Regions from separate parts of the Sus scrofa genome. Here region 2 is linked to region 1. Evidence: chromatin contacts called from public Hi-C data. All regions are on one chromosome and are shown on one strand. Each heading gives the region's core, a stretch centred on a gene start, on an enhancer-like site or on the middle of the called end of the contact. The rest is flanking DNA. Distances are from core to core; before and after follow the strand shown. Region 1 holds the start of PCDH18 (protocadherin-18). Region 2 has its middle 170 kb from the start of PCDH18.

The links. A called contact is a pair of places that touch in the nucleus more often than the background predicts.
Region 2: a Hi-C map of subcutaneous adipose tissue shows a contact between it and region 1, with 2.0 times the contacts expected there. The contact joins the enhancer-like site here to the promoter of PCDH18 in region 1. A contact is called at or near these places in 8 of 47 Hi-C or Micro-C datasets (adipocytes, embryonic fibroblasts, fetal skeletal muscle and 5 more) and 1 of 2 datasets of contacts at active chromatin or transcription factors (skeletal muscle).

What each region holds. Positions count from the first base shown.
Region 1 is chr8:89,318,786-89,325,710 of Sscrofa11.1, reverse strand. It overlaps PCDH18 (protocadherin-18), which reads right to left and starts at 4,224. Exons shown (of 4, transcript XM_021101589.1): 1 at 1,073-4,224; 2 at 207-292; 3 at 1-115. The coding sequence starts at 3,559.
Region 2 is chr8:89,491,396-89,498,320 of Sscrofa11.1, reverse strand. No RefSeq gene overlaps it. Among named protein-coding and RNA genes, the nearest start is that of PCDH18, 170 kb to the right of the region's middle. Within about 2 kb of position 2,415, at least 22 of the 83 cell types and tissues checked have an H3K27ac peak or open chromatin away from gene starts, as enhancers often do. A contact at or near this core is called in fetal skeletal muscle, omental adipose tissue, skeletal muscle and 1 more, where this site is marked.

The DNA.
Region 1 (6,925 bases), core at 2,975-5,474:
CAGCAGCCTGTCTATTGGAGAATCTCGTCCCAGATCATAATCACTGTCTCCTGCTTCACTGTCCCCACGGCCACTGTCTTTCAAGCTAAATTTGTCCATATCTTGAAGGGCATATCTAGAAAGAGAAATCAGGGAAAGTATAGTTTTTAACTCTTCAGCATTTATGATATTTGAAGCTTAATAGGTAGCACAAAGGTAATTCATACCTATAGCTCCTGGAATATTTGTTTCCTCGAAAACTTGGCCTTGGCTGATATTGTCCCTGGTGAAGCATTGAAAGAAGCTGGGAGACCTGCTGGAAACCAAATAGACAGTACAGATTCCTGGAAACAAACCCCCCAGTACTCCCAAGCTTTCAGCAAGGAAAACAGTTGCTGTTTCATCCTAGTTAATTGAACATATTATCTCCATTTTAAAGATTTGCATATGCTGGACAATGATAGGCCATACAGCCGACTACCAAACAGAACTGAAATACATCCCAGGGAGATTTGGAAGCTCTTGTTCAATTGACTTTCTTTTTGAAAGAGGATTCCCTTATCAATAACTGCTTTCTCTATTTTGTAGTTCAGATTAAAGTGATCAGTTATAAATGCATGGAGAATGCTGTAAAATAGAACAGTCTAACACGTGTAGTGAAATTAATGTCAGAAAATTTTCAAAAATTGAACAAATACACATGCATTGAAATGGGATCCTGGAGACCTCAGTTTTTTAAATTTTTCTTAGAGACCATAACTGTGAGAATAAAGTGAGCCCCTTTATTTCTGGCTTGAAGTATCATAATCTGGGCATGAGGGGACTCAAAGTAGATAGTCCTTTGCTGGCTTCACATTTATTTTTCAATACTCCACAAAGTACATGCAAAAAATTCTTTATGAAAAACTTGAAACAGTGTGCTAAGGTGTGTATACTTGCTGCGCCTACATGATGTAACTTGCATCCTATTTAATTTACATGATGTTAGTATAGTTACTTATGAATGGAAACTGTTAAGAACTAACACATACACCACTTCTGATCACTAATTGCAGGCTCTGTCAGTGATCAGATTAGCAGGGTGTGATCTTACCTCAACAGCAGGGGTGGCGTGGGTGAGCTCTAATGAGAAGTTCTCTGGCACATGGTTGGAAGAGATTGTCACCAAACTGTTGAGGGACTGGTGACTGTTGTGACTCTGCCGGCTGCCCATCTGCCCTCTTTCTAAGGTAGGAGATGAAGACGGAGATGACCTGTGATGAGATCTGATGGGCAGAGTGCCATTTACTGTAGGCACCAGCGTGATATCCCCTTTGTGGATCTGCCTGGAGGGTCTCTTTGGGTGGTGCTGGTAAGTTGATTCTGCTACCCTGCAGTTGTAGGATCTAGTGTCTTTCTTTTCTCGGTTACACCTAGTTGCAAACAGCACCATAATAACCAACAACACTGCACAAATTGCTCCTAAGGAAATAATGATAATCATGGAGACATCCAAGGATGCTTGGCTTACTGAGGTCATTGCTGTACTTGTCACTGACTCTGCATATTCAAAGATCATACACTTCAGAAGGACTTTGGTATGCAGCTGAGGATTGCCTTTGTCCTGGATGACAATTGAGAGCTCCCATTCTGTATAGGGAACAGATTCCATGCTTACGTTGGTATGGATGTCACATGATCGTGGATCCATTACAAAGATATTCTCCTCATTGCCTGCTATGATGGAGCAGCTGAGTTCAGCATTCACACCGGAGTCTCTGTCAATTGCCCTTATTCTTGTGACATGAAAGCCGCTTTCGGCCCCTTTGGGGATGGAGATTTCTGCAGTATTATTGCGTAGTGCAGGCCCTATAACCACAGGGACATTGTCATTTTCATCAATGATGGTAAGCACAACTGTGGTGTTGCTTACAAGTTGCTTTGGACTTCCACCATCTCTTGCTTCGACCACAAAAGTGATCTGACTCACTTCCTCATGATCAAAGATTCTGAGGGCATAGATGGCTCCATTAGATGGGTCAATGGTTACATATGTAGTTATGGAACTTCCCAGGATAAAACTCTCCAAAACGGTATATGTAACTTGCCCATTTTCTCCAAGATCAGGATCTGTGGCTGTAACAGTAGTGATATATGCCCCTGGCGAGTTATTCTCTGAGATTGCAAATTCATATCGACTTCTCTGGAAGTGAGGTGGATTGTCGTTTATATCATTGATTTGAACAGTAAAATGTTTTACTGTAGAGAGACTGGGTGTCCCCTTGTCCTCCGCGATTACAGTCAAACTGTACTCAGATCTCTTTTCTCTATCCAGTGTGGCATTCGTCAAGATTAAATAATTGTTTTCATACGTCTTCTGAAGTTTAAAGTGACCATGTCCATGAAGCTTACAAACTATTTCTCCATTTGGCCCAGAATCCTTGTCCTGAACTCTAACCAAGGCAACAAATGTGTCAATAGGATCCCCTTCAAAAATATAAGATATTTCTTCTTTTCCAGGGGACATGAAGTTTATGTTAATCTCAGGTTTATTGTCGTTCACATCCACAACCTTAATTATAATCTTGCAGTGAGCCGGGATTGAATTTGGACCCAAATCTTGAGCCTGAACATCAATTTCATAGGATTTGGTGATTTCATAATCCACTTGCTTGAAAAGAGTCAAATGTCCTCTTTCTGAATCAATCTTAAAAGTCTCTATAATTTTGGGAGACACATGACTGCTGAAGGAATAGACAATTTTCCCATTGGCGCCCTCATCTGGATCAGTGGCATTCAGATCTAGGAGCAAAGTGCCAACGGGAGAGTTTTCTAAGAGTTGTATTATATAAGACTGCTGCTCGAAAGCAGGGCTGTTGTCATTAGAGTCTGAAATGCTGATTTTTAGTATGGATGAGCCAGACCTCTGAGGGACCCCCATGTCCGAGGCGGTGAGCCGAAGCTCATAGCTTGACTTTAGTTCCCGGTCCAGCTCTCTCACCACTATGAGTTCTGCATACTTAGCTCCATCAGTCCTGGTCCGGACCTCGATATTAAAAAAATCATTGGCGGAGAGAGAGTACGTATGGAGGGAATTTTCTCCAACATCTGGATCAAAAGCACTGTCCAGGGGGATACGAGTCCCAACTGCCGCACTCTCTGATATCTCAATCGGTATGAGAGATCTTGAAAACTGGGGAGAATTGTCATTAATATCCAGCACTTCGACTTCAATATGGAAAAGCTGCAGATGCTCAGTGGGTAGAGTGATCACATCAAACTCTATGGAACAGTTCAAGTTTTTCTGGCACAGTTGTTCACGGTCAATTTTTGCCCCTATGCTGATTTCCCCGTTATCCTCATTTACTACGAGTAAAGGAGAATTTCCCCTTTGCATGGCTCGAAAACGAACAGTCAAAGGATTAGGCAGCTTAACTAAAACATCAGCCACATCCTCTGATAGTCTTGCAATTACTGATCCAACCCTCTGCTCCTCATAAATCCTGTATTTCAAATTCTTGCCCAGTGCATCGGAGTTGAAAGATACAACCAGGAGTGCAAACACAAATCTAAAGTGCATTTTAGCATTCATTTGGTACATCGGTCAGTTTATGAGATTCCTCTCACAGAGCAAGTTAAAACCACAAAGCAATTCCCTCAACTTCCTTTGGCAACTTAAAGCTAAGCTACATTTGGTACTTGAAACTTGAAAGCGCCTCTTAATAACCCAGCACAGCAATTAACAGCTCGCAAACTTTTGTTTTATACACACCGTGTCACGACTTCCAGACATTACCGGCATGGAGTCCAATCCTTGCATTTGTTTGGCTGTTTGTCCTCTTGGCAAGCAAAAGAGTGTCACCTCCGCGTTTTCCCCCTTGTGTAGTCGGAATCCATCTATTGCAGGGTGCTGGCGGAGTCTGCGGTGGATCTTTCCTGAGCGATTCTTTCTCCCTTTCTCGCTCGGCTGCAGACTAAACACCCGTGATTGCTGACTCCAGTCTAAAATCTGTACAACTTCACTTCAACTCAGACAAAGCTCTCCTGCCCGGCGTGTGTTGAATCGCTTCCAGCCAATCAGCGTCCTTCCAAATCAAAAGCTGATGGAGTCCCCAAAGCGAGGGCAGGGCGGACTGGAGTGGAGGGTGGGAGAGGGAGAGATGGAAGGAGGAGGAGGGCGGGGGCTGGAGGCGCGGGAGCGAGCCGAGCTAGCAGGGCTGGTGGGGGCTGGGGGAGGATGGGAGAGGCTCCTTTACTGTTCCTCCTTTCCCCCACCCCTCTCCCCCTCCTCCTCCTCTCCATCTACTGCATTCACTTTCTCTGAGCGTGCCACGACAAAGGGGAGACAAATTACAGAAGAAAAACTTCAAATCAACTTCTGGTTGCCTTTATTTATATGGCATTTTAAATTGTCCTGGTTTTCTTAATTGCCCTTTCTTCTTCCACAAACATGTAATCATCTTGCTTTTCATAGTCCTTAAGTACTGGTTTAACTTAAAATACCTCTAAGTGCGTTTTGTTGGTGGAGGAATTTAATAAAATTTGAAAACTTGCTTCTAATTATGCTTCTCAGCCCGCCTCCTTCCCCTCCCCCTCTGTAAATACTTGGGTCTTTCTCATCCTGTGAGCACAAGCAGATTTTCTTGGGGCTCTGTTTTAAAAAACAGACCAAGTAAAGAGGTTTCATTTTCTGTTTTTCTTTCATCTTTATTCTTTGAAGATAAGAAAAGGGCTCTTTTCCACTCTTGATTTCTCTTAATTAGCAAGATTTAAAGGAACACCTTAGAATTTGAAACTAATTAGCAATATAGTTCTCCCTTATAACACTGCCAGAGTTTTGGCAAAATTGGCTATGGCATTTCTTTGTCCGGTACTTCAAAAAATCCTATTTACCTTTGGTAAAAGACATCTTATGCTTTAAGCATGCCAGTTTACAAAAAGGTACGATTTTTACGTGGTGAGCCTTCACAATGAATACTGGGGGAACATGGACTCAGTAGTTTACAAGTCAAATTTTTATAATATATGTATTATTTATGAAAACACTTTTGGGATATGTATTTTAAAAACCCCAAACTTGTTTACATTGAAGAATAAAATGCCTGAGCTGAAAATTGCATTTTGTGTGCATCAAAATGCTAAGGAAATATCATGGGAGGTTTGTGCTCTATCCAGGTCACAGAAACTGATATGGTATTCTTATTTGAAAATATGATTATTTATGATGTTCTTTCTGCTCTGCAATTCCTTTTAAGTTTATCATCATGGCTCTATTCTTGCTGCTTTTTTTCATACCTCTTGCATTATTCCTCAGCTGTCTTCATCCACTTGCATATTTGCAGTTTCACATAATCTCGCTGTCACTTTTTTCCATTTATTTTCTCCCACTCTCTACTTTTGCCCCCAGAAACACATAAAAAAGGTAATTTTCTGATTTTTCCACTTTGCTTACTCTCGGCAGAGCTCAGCTAAAGTTACTAAGAAGGTTCTTTCCAAAAAAGAAAGCAGAGGAGTCTCAGCATGAACTCTCCTTCTTTTTAAGCATTCAAAGGCATTTTATAAGCCATTGTCTTTTCTCCCCCCCTCTAGAAACCAGTGCTGTGTGGCAAATTGTGCAGAATAGAAATGCCTATAATGAATGTATTTAGTACTGGGTCACGCTGATGAACATTCTGCCCCCATGAATAATACTGTTTTACAAGTTTGTAGCCCTTTCAATTGCTGATCCCCAAACCCTATAGGCAAACTAGGAAAACTACCACAGGCAACTGGGACTTTAGAAACTCATAGCCATCTGGCCTAGACCTCTAACAATCTGAGCCAATAATTATATCAATTCAGGCTTTAGTGAGCCCCTTTGCAAACACCAAAAGAGCAAATAAAGGAATTAGTGACTATTCAAAGTTGGGGTGAGAATTCAAAGGTAATCTAATTTTGTTAGTTCTAGGAGAGTTTTCTTTGTAGACTTGGTAAGTCAAACCCCAAAATCCTAAGAGCAATGGATTTGATTACCTCAATACAGAAGACATTTTCTCCTAATGCTTAAAAAAGCAAAAATATCTTAAAAATCTCCATTTAATTTCTGACAGTGAGCTTGAACAGAATTAATCATTGTGAAAAAGATTCAGAGTAACTTACTGAAATATTTAAGATAGATTGTAAATGAATATGAATATATATCCATAGAGAATGTGTTTCCATGAGTAAGTCTTTAAAGAACTTGGAATCCTTTCATGCAAAAGGGTTTTTTTTTTTTTTTTTTTTTTTTTTTTGCTGCTCTATCATCCTTACCAAATATTGCTTCATTTTCAGCTGGCCAATCTCTCCCTGAGGAATTATATATACCTACTGGACAGTATCTTGCTTTTGATTTCTCCTTAGTATATACTACTCTGTTTTTCAAATTTGTTTTCCAGAAGTACAAAATAGAAACTAAAATTTTCCTTTGAACTTTTGGTTAGTTCCAGCAATTCAACATGTCCTTATTTGGTAGCCCTGAAAAGAAAATACCAAAATAAAACAAAACAAAACAAAACAAAAAACTGTCCCCCATATCACTTGCTGTTCACAAAAGGCTTTGTATCAGGGGAGAAAAACTGAAAAAAAATTTGTTAGTTGGTAATTGGATTGAACTTTCTTCTTCTTCTGAAATGTTATGAAGTCAGGAGAAAGTGGTAGACTCTTTAACACAATTTTTAGCTATCCCAGTGAAGAAGCAGTGATTGAATGTTCCTGAAAGTCCTCCATATGGCAGCCTTTGCTGACAAGAAAAGAGATAGCTTCACCTCTTGAGGACTGTGGCATTCAGCTCCTGAGGGAGAGTCTTGGCTACTTCCGAGATATGTTGTGCATGTTTTAATCACAAATCTTTTATTGCATCAGCCCAAGTTGGCTGAAAATTGCTATACTTAGAGAAGAGATACCAGCTGTCATATGCGATATAGCCTGTCACCTCTAATAATACTTT
Region 2 (6,925 bases), core at 1,166-3,665, 170 kb before region 1:
TTTTACAAATACACTTGTACTATAAAGATCTATATCTACCCCAAAACTCTTCAACAGCATTTACTTCCTAGGACAACTTTGATAAAATTCCATTTTGGCACTTGTCCACAAAGTTATGTTATCAAAAAGAGAGGTTTGTTCAGACGTATAAATATTCTTGAAAGCACAAATACAAACTACAGTAATGTAAACTTTTTTAAAAATTAAAAGAGTAATTATATGGAGTTCCCATCATGGCACAGTGGTTAACAAATCCGACTAGGAACCATGATCCTGCGTTGCTGTGGCTCTGGCATAGGCCGGTGGCTACTGATCTGATTTGACCCCTAGCCTGGGAACCTCCATATGCCACGGGAGGCGCTCAAGAAAAGGCAAAAAGACCAAAAAAAAAAAAAAAAAAAAAAAAAAAATTAAAAGAGTAAATATAGATTCAAATTCTAGCTTCAGCATTTAGTACTTGCATGGGTTTGCCAAATTATTTGACTCCCACAAACTTCATTGGGATGCCATCTGTTGTGCAGCCTTGAAAGTTATGAATGGCAGCCCAAGGGTGGAGGGGGAACAAAATGTTTTTATCAATTGAATGTGAAGGCAAAACCTTGTTATTGTCTCCTTTTTTGGGAGGTGGAGAGGAAAGTTAAATTATTTCATCTATGGAAGGTATTTAGAAGAGTTTCTTGAACACAACACTTTCCCAATCCTTAGGGATATCAATATTAATAGTTTTAACTGCACAACTACTTTTAAAATATTTAAACCGTAGTATCTTATATTTCACAAACTCCAGTTAATCCATTATCTGCTGCCATTGATTTTAACTGATCTCTATCAGAAGTAGAATTAAAATTTGTCCTGTAACCTATTTTAATGTCAAAATAGAAAAATTGGTAGTCTACTCATTATGCAGGAGTTTGTAAAAAATTTTTTCTATCATATATGGAATAAGTAATCATACTATAATATTTGTGAATCAGAATCTGATTATTTATTTTCTCTTTATCTGACAATATCTTTTTCCAATAACACTTTATACTTTCAAAGCCCTTTGGAACAGAGTATATAGTGACACAACAAAAATCTGCTAAGCACTGCTTCATTATTCTGAAATAATTCATCATAATTAACACATAATTTCAATAATTAACTTACCTTGCTCTGCTTCAGTCTCTTCTTGAGTATTTTATGTTGGAGATGAAATGATATGGTCCATAGAGGAAACTTTTACTGAAGACAAATTTAATTTCAGATCAAGAAAAGAAAGACAAAAGAAAAGTCACAAAGTCAACCATTAAGTGTGGAGTTACCCTGTGTCCTTTTGTGCTCCTTAGTTGTCTTTCAAAAGTGTGAGACTGAAAGGAGGTTTGGGGATCACCTCTGATTTGTAGTATTTGTTCTGAATTATCTCAAATTCTATTTGTTTTCTAGTGCAGTACTGACATGGTTTGATGGCTGTAGGTTTCTTGTCATTGTCCCCACATGATCCCTTTCCTTATCTGCTCTTGCCAGATTGTGACATTTAAGAAAAGACTTCTTTACTGGTTTATCAACCTTATTTTCATAGCTTTTTATTTCCCAGTGTCAAAAAGTATTATGTACATTAAAAAAAGTTCACTCATCCATTCCAGGCAATTGTAAGTAGAATTGTATTTTAAGTGAGACAGCAAACAAAACTGACTTTGGTAAGCTTCACGGTTTGTCAGAAATATGACCATCTCTTCGAGTTTTATATGGAAGATGCAAGAGCTAAGCTTAAGGAAAGTGGGCTATTTTATGGAGAGGAGCACAACTATTTCTTAAATATCATGCCATTGTGTCCTCTTCAGCAAATGACAGTCTGCTATTTCATTTGTACAAAATGACTGGAATCCAGTATTCTGTTAAATTCTGCATATGTGATTTCCAAAGTGTGTTCCCCTGAGGAATAGCAGCAGCACCATCACAGAACTACTTAGGAATTCAAATTCCACTTCCCAGAACTATGGAGTCAGAAACTGGGTGGGGCTCAGAAATCCAGTCAGTTTTAAATAGGCTTCCTAGTGATTCCGAAGGCAAGTCAAGTTTGAGAACCCCTAGAAGCAGTAAGCAAACCGTCAGCTATAAGCACAAGTGAGATGAGTTTCTGTTTTGTCATGTATTTCTAGAACTTCCCTAGTCATGGAATTCATCATGTGACAATTAATTAATTGTCACTAAAAGCAGAAAACTAGAAAATGAAAAGCTTACATATTTGAAGCCCATCAATTCAAACCATTGTAAACACTTACTGTCGGTGGAGGATGGGTGACTGAAGTGAAAAAATGCATATAGTAAACAGTAAAACCAAACCAACAGCAAAAGTCAGACAGGAAAGAACCCCAGTCCCAAATCTTGCAATAATCCCTTTGCCTCACTGATAGTCAAAAACAGTTCCAGTGACCTGTTACCAAAGAAGGCAAGAATTCCAGATGCACATGTTAGGGATTTACTCAACAGTGCAGCTTATGTAAACAGTGAACCATTTGCTTCCATTAAAAAAAAAAAAAAAAGTACTATCCAGAAATTTCTTGAGAAAATATTGCCAGATTGGGTAATAGCTTTATGAATAAGACTGGAAAGTAGAGGGCTCTATGGAACTTAAAAGTCAAGACAAAATCAGGGAGTTGGAAAAAATGCATTTTGTCTTCAGTCATTCACATAACAGCAGTTTTATTTTAAAAGGTTTCATGCTGAAACTAGTAAGCTCTGAAAAGAGAAACAGTGAGAATCCCCATTTTGAAATGAGCTGAGTAGGAGTGTAAATATTGCCAAGTGGGCTGGCTGCATCTCAAGATCCTTGTAAAAATAAGTTATGGTGAACTCAGGCCTGAGTCAAAGGCTACAACCACAGAGGGCAGGATAACGGCTGAGTGCTGAGGGTCACATTCCATTCCCATTGCTATGAAAATAGAAAGCAAATATGAAGAATGAAGCTTTGGTGCAGACAGAGAATGGTGAGCAGTTCAGTCACAGAATGGAAGGTTTGCTCTTTTCTCATCACGAAAGGATATATGAAAGTTTATCTTTTTCTTCAATTTCATAGAACATGCATGCTAATAACATCATGATAATACCCTTGTCCTGTGTAATCGGTTTTTATGGAAATGAATACAAACAATGAGAGTGAATCACTTACAATATTAAAATGTTATTTCCTTGTAATATGTAGTTTACAAGGCAGAAGTTCCTTTGATCTTGAATGGCCAAATTTTAAAAATAAGTTTTAATTTGAAGCAGTTCCCATTGTGGCACAGAGGAAATGAATCTGACTAGGAACCATGAGGTTTTGGGTTCTATCCCTGGCCTCGCTCAGTGGTTTAAGGATCCGGTGTTGCTGTGAGCTGTGGTGAAGGTTGCAGATGCGGCCCAGATCTGGCCTTGCTGTGGCTCTGGTGTAGGCAGTGGCTATAGCTCCAATTAGACGCCCAGCCTGGCAACCTCCATATGCCATGGGTGCAGCCCTAAAAAGGACAAAAGAAAAAAAAAAAAGAAAAAAAAAAAAATTTTAATTTTAAGACCAAACCTAATATGACTTGTAACTTATAATTTTTAATATGTACTAAAGGTTTTCAAATCCTCAAGTCACACATAACATTTTTTTATATATATAGTTCAAAACCAGTTGACTAGCTCAAAATAGTAATATTCACTTAATGTTTACATACTGTTAAAGCCTGTAATTGCTATTGGCCATTACATTTCCTACTTATTGGTAATTTTCTCCATCAGTCTTTGAGGTTAACTTTCATTGTTTTATGATGGCAATTTAGCTGTGAATCTACATAAAAGAAAACATGTATAGAGCTCAGTACTTGAATATAAGGCATCAATTACTAATTCCTAATTTGAATGAAATCATTATAAATGATGTTACAATTGGAGAATTATTCACTGCAGGACAATTTTCTATACAAAGAATCTTGAAAATTATAATATTTTAGGACCATAAAGATATCTTACTGAAATATTGGTTAGTGTAATTCCCATTGCATTCATAAGGAAACTGAACTTCAAATCACAGTAATTTGCCCATATCACATAGTGATAGAATTAAGAGCCAGGAGATAATAAACCCTTTGAGGGAAGGGCACTTTTTTAAGCTTTAAAATTTTGCAGAGGATGTAGAACAGATCTTTGCGCATATAACTGCTAGGTAGTATTTAATAAACAAAATATACTAAAGCATATTGAGCTTTCCTCAAGTTGAAAACTAAGGATAGTGAGGATAATATATGCATGTCTACAAAGTCAAGCTTTAACATTTCATCTCACTGAAATTTAAACTTCTCAAGCATAGGGGTAATATCATATTTTACTGTATGTGTCTCAGAACAAAGCACAGTACCCACTGCATAGTAAATGTTTAATAAAAAATAATTGAATCAGTGAATATAAAATATAATATTTTAGAAGTTCCCATGTGGTACAATGGGGTTAAGGATCTGGCATTGCCACAACCGTGGTGTGGGTTTAATCTCTGGCCTGGGAACCTCCACATGCCACAGTTGAGGCCAAAAAAAATTCTTTTTAACATATTGGTTGTATTAATTAATATTGATTAATTTTATTATCGATAAAAATATTAATTCACTGAGTTAATGAATATAATTAGGTATTATATCTATCTAAAATATATCTCACTTTAAAAGAAAGCAGACTATAAAAACAGATAACCAGGTACAGTTTTATGTATCAACTTGGCAAGACTGTGGTTTCCAGTTATTTAATCAAAACCTAATCTAGGTGTTGGTGTGAGGGTATTTTGTAGATGTAGCTTATACCTATAAGTAAAGGAAAGTAAATGAAATTACTCAGGATAATATTATTGGGCCTCATCCCATCAGTTAAAGACCTTAAGAGCAAAAATTGAGGTTTCTTGAAGAAGAAATTCTGCCTCAAGAATACAACATGGAAACTCCTGTCTGAGTTTCCAGCCTGCCAGCCTGCCAGCCTGCCCTACAGATTTTAGATTTTCCAGCTTGCACAACCACATGAGCCTAGTCCTTAATATAATAATAAATATACATACAGAGAGGGAGAGAGAGTATATATCTATATCTATATATTTGTGATTCTGTTTCTCTGAAGAACTCTAATTTATACACTAAAATTCTCAATTCAAGTCGGAAAATATCTGGCACCTCCTGTTATCAGTTTTGTTAGAAAATTACTGTCATTCCTTTTTTTTTTTTTTTTTTTTTTTTTGTCTTTTTTGCTATTTCTTTGGGCCGCTTCCGTGGCATATGGAAGTTCCCAGGCTAGGGGTCCAATCGGAGCTGTAGCCACCGGCCTACGCCAGAGCCACAGCAACGCAGGATCCGAGCCGCGTCTGCAACCTACCTACACCACAGCTCACGGCAACGCCAGATCGTTAACCCATTGAGCAAGGGCAGGGACCGAACCCGCAACCTCATGGTTCCTAGTCGGATTCGTTAACCACTGCGCCACGACGGGAACTCCTGTCATTCCTAATATTAGAGTATGGAAACTGTTTACCAACACAAGATTAAAAACCATAAAATAGTTTAATATTTTGCTGGCCAAAAATGTGTATCTCATTTATTTATTTTCTCTTTCCTGAACAAATCATTCAGACTTTCAGCCAGTGTTTTCTGTTAGATCATGATTTTCACCAAGATAGTAGGCTCCTCTTTAAGCAAATGCAGTTTAAATGTTTCTACTTTGTGAACTACTTTATATTCAATTCCTTGAATGTTATTACCTATATCATATTGTTTGGCTAAAATGTGTCACTGATAAGAAAACAATGTTTTTAATATGTTGCACCCAAATATTGAAACATCTTAAAATAACTGATTTATTTGTTTATATGTTTTAAAAAACAAATGTATAAAAAACCAGGCACCTAATTTGGTTGGTGTACCTTTGCTAAGTGTGTGTTTTGAGAAAAGTTTAACAGAAACCATCTGTTGATGATTCATTCATGATTGAGTCATATAAACCTTTTTTCATTTTTTTACCATTTTGTACCAATGTTCAACAAAATGCCTTCCAAACTTTCTGAATTACCATTTTCCACTGAAAAAAAGTCAGCCAAAGAAGTAAAGAAATAAGTGAATCAGTGAAGCTTTTTCTGCAATTGATATGATCAAGTGAATTTCTTCATTAATCTTTTTTTCCCCCTGTAGTTTCTAAAATATTTTCCAGCTTTATTGAGAATAATTGGTACATAGCTTTGTGAAAGTTTAAAGTGTACAAAGTGTTGATTTGATACATTTATAAATTGCAAAATGGTAGTTCATTTTTTGGCTCAGTGAGTTAAGGACGCAGTGTTGTCTCTGTAAGGAAGCAGGTCTGATCCTTGGCCTCACTCTGGGTTAAGGATATGGCATTGCCCGAAGCTGCAGTGTAGGTTGAAGATGCAGCTTGGATCCGATATTGCTGTGGCTGTGGCATAGACCTCGGCTACAGCTCTGATTTGACACCTAGACCAGGGACTTCCATAAGCCTCAAGTGTGGCCACAAAGAGAAAAAAATTGCAAAATGATTACCACCACAGTATTGGCTATCACTTCCATCCCATCATATGGTTGCTATTTCTTTTTTTGTGATGGGAACATTTAAGATCAACTTTTAGCAACATTCAAATCTATGATACAGTGTTATTAGCTATAATCACCATACTGTATGTTATCCCCAAGCTTGTTAATGTTATAGCTGGAAATTTGTATCCTTTGACCAATATCTCCCCATTTCCCCCACCCCTAGCTCCTGGTAACCACCAGTCTACTCTCTGTTTCTCTGAGTTTGTCTTTTTAAGATTCCACCTATAAGAGATAACATACAGTACTTGTCTTTCTCTGACTTATTTCACTTAGCGCAATGCCCTCAAGATTTGTCCAAGTTATCACAATAGCAGAATTTCCTTATTTATCATGGTTGAATAATA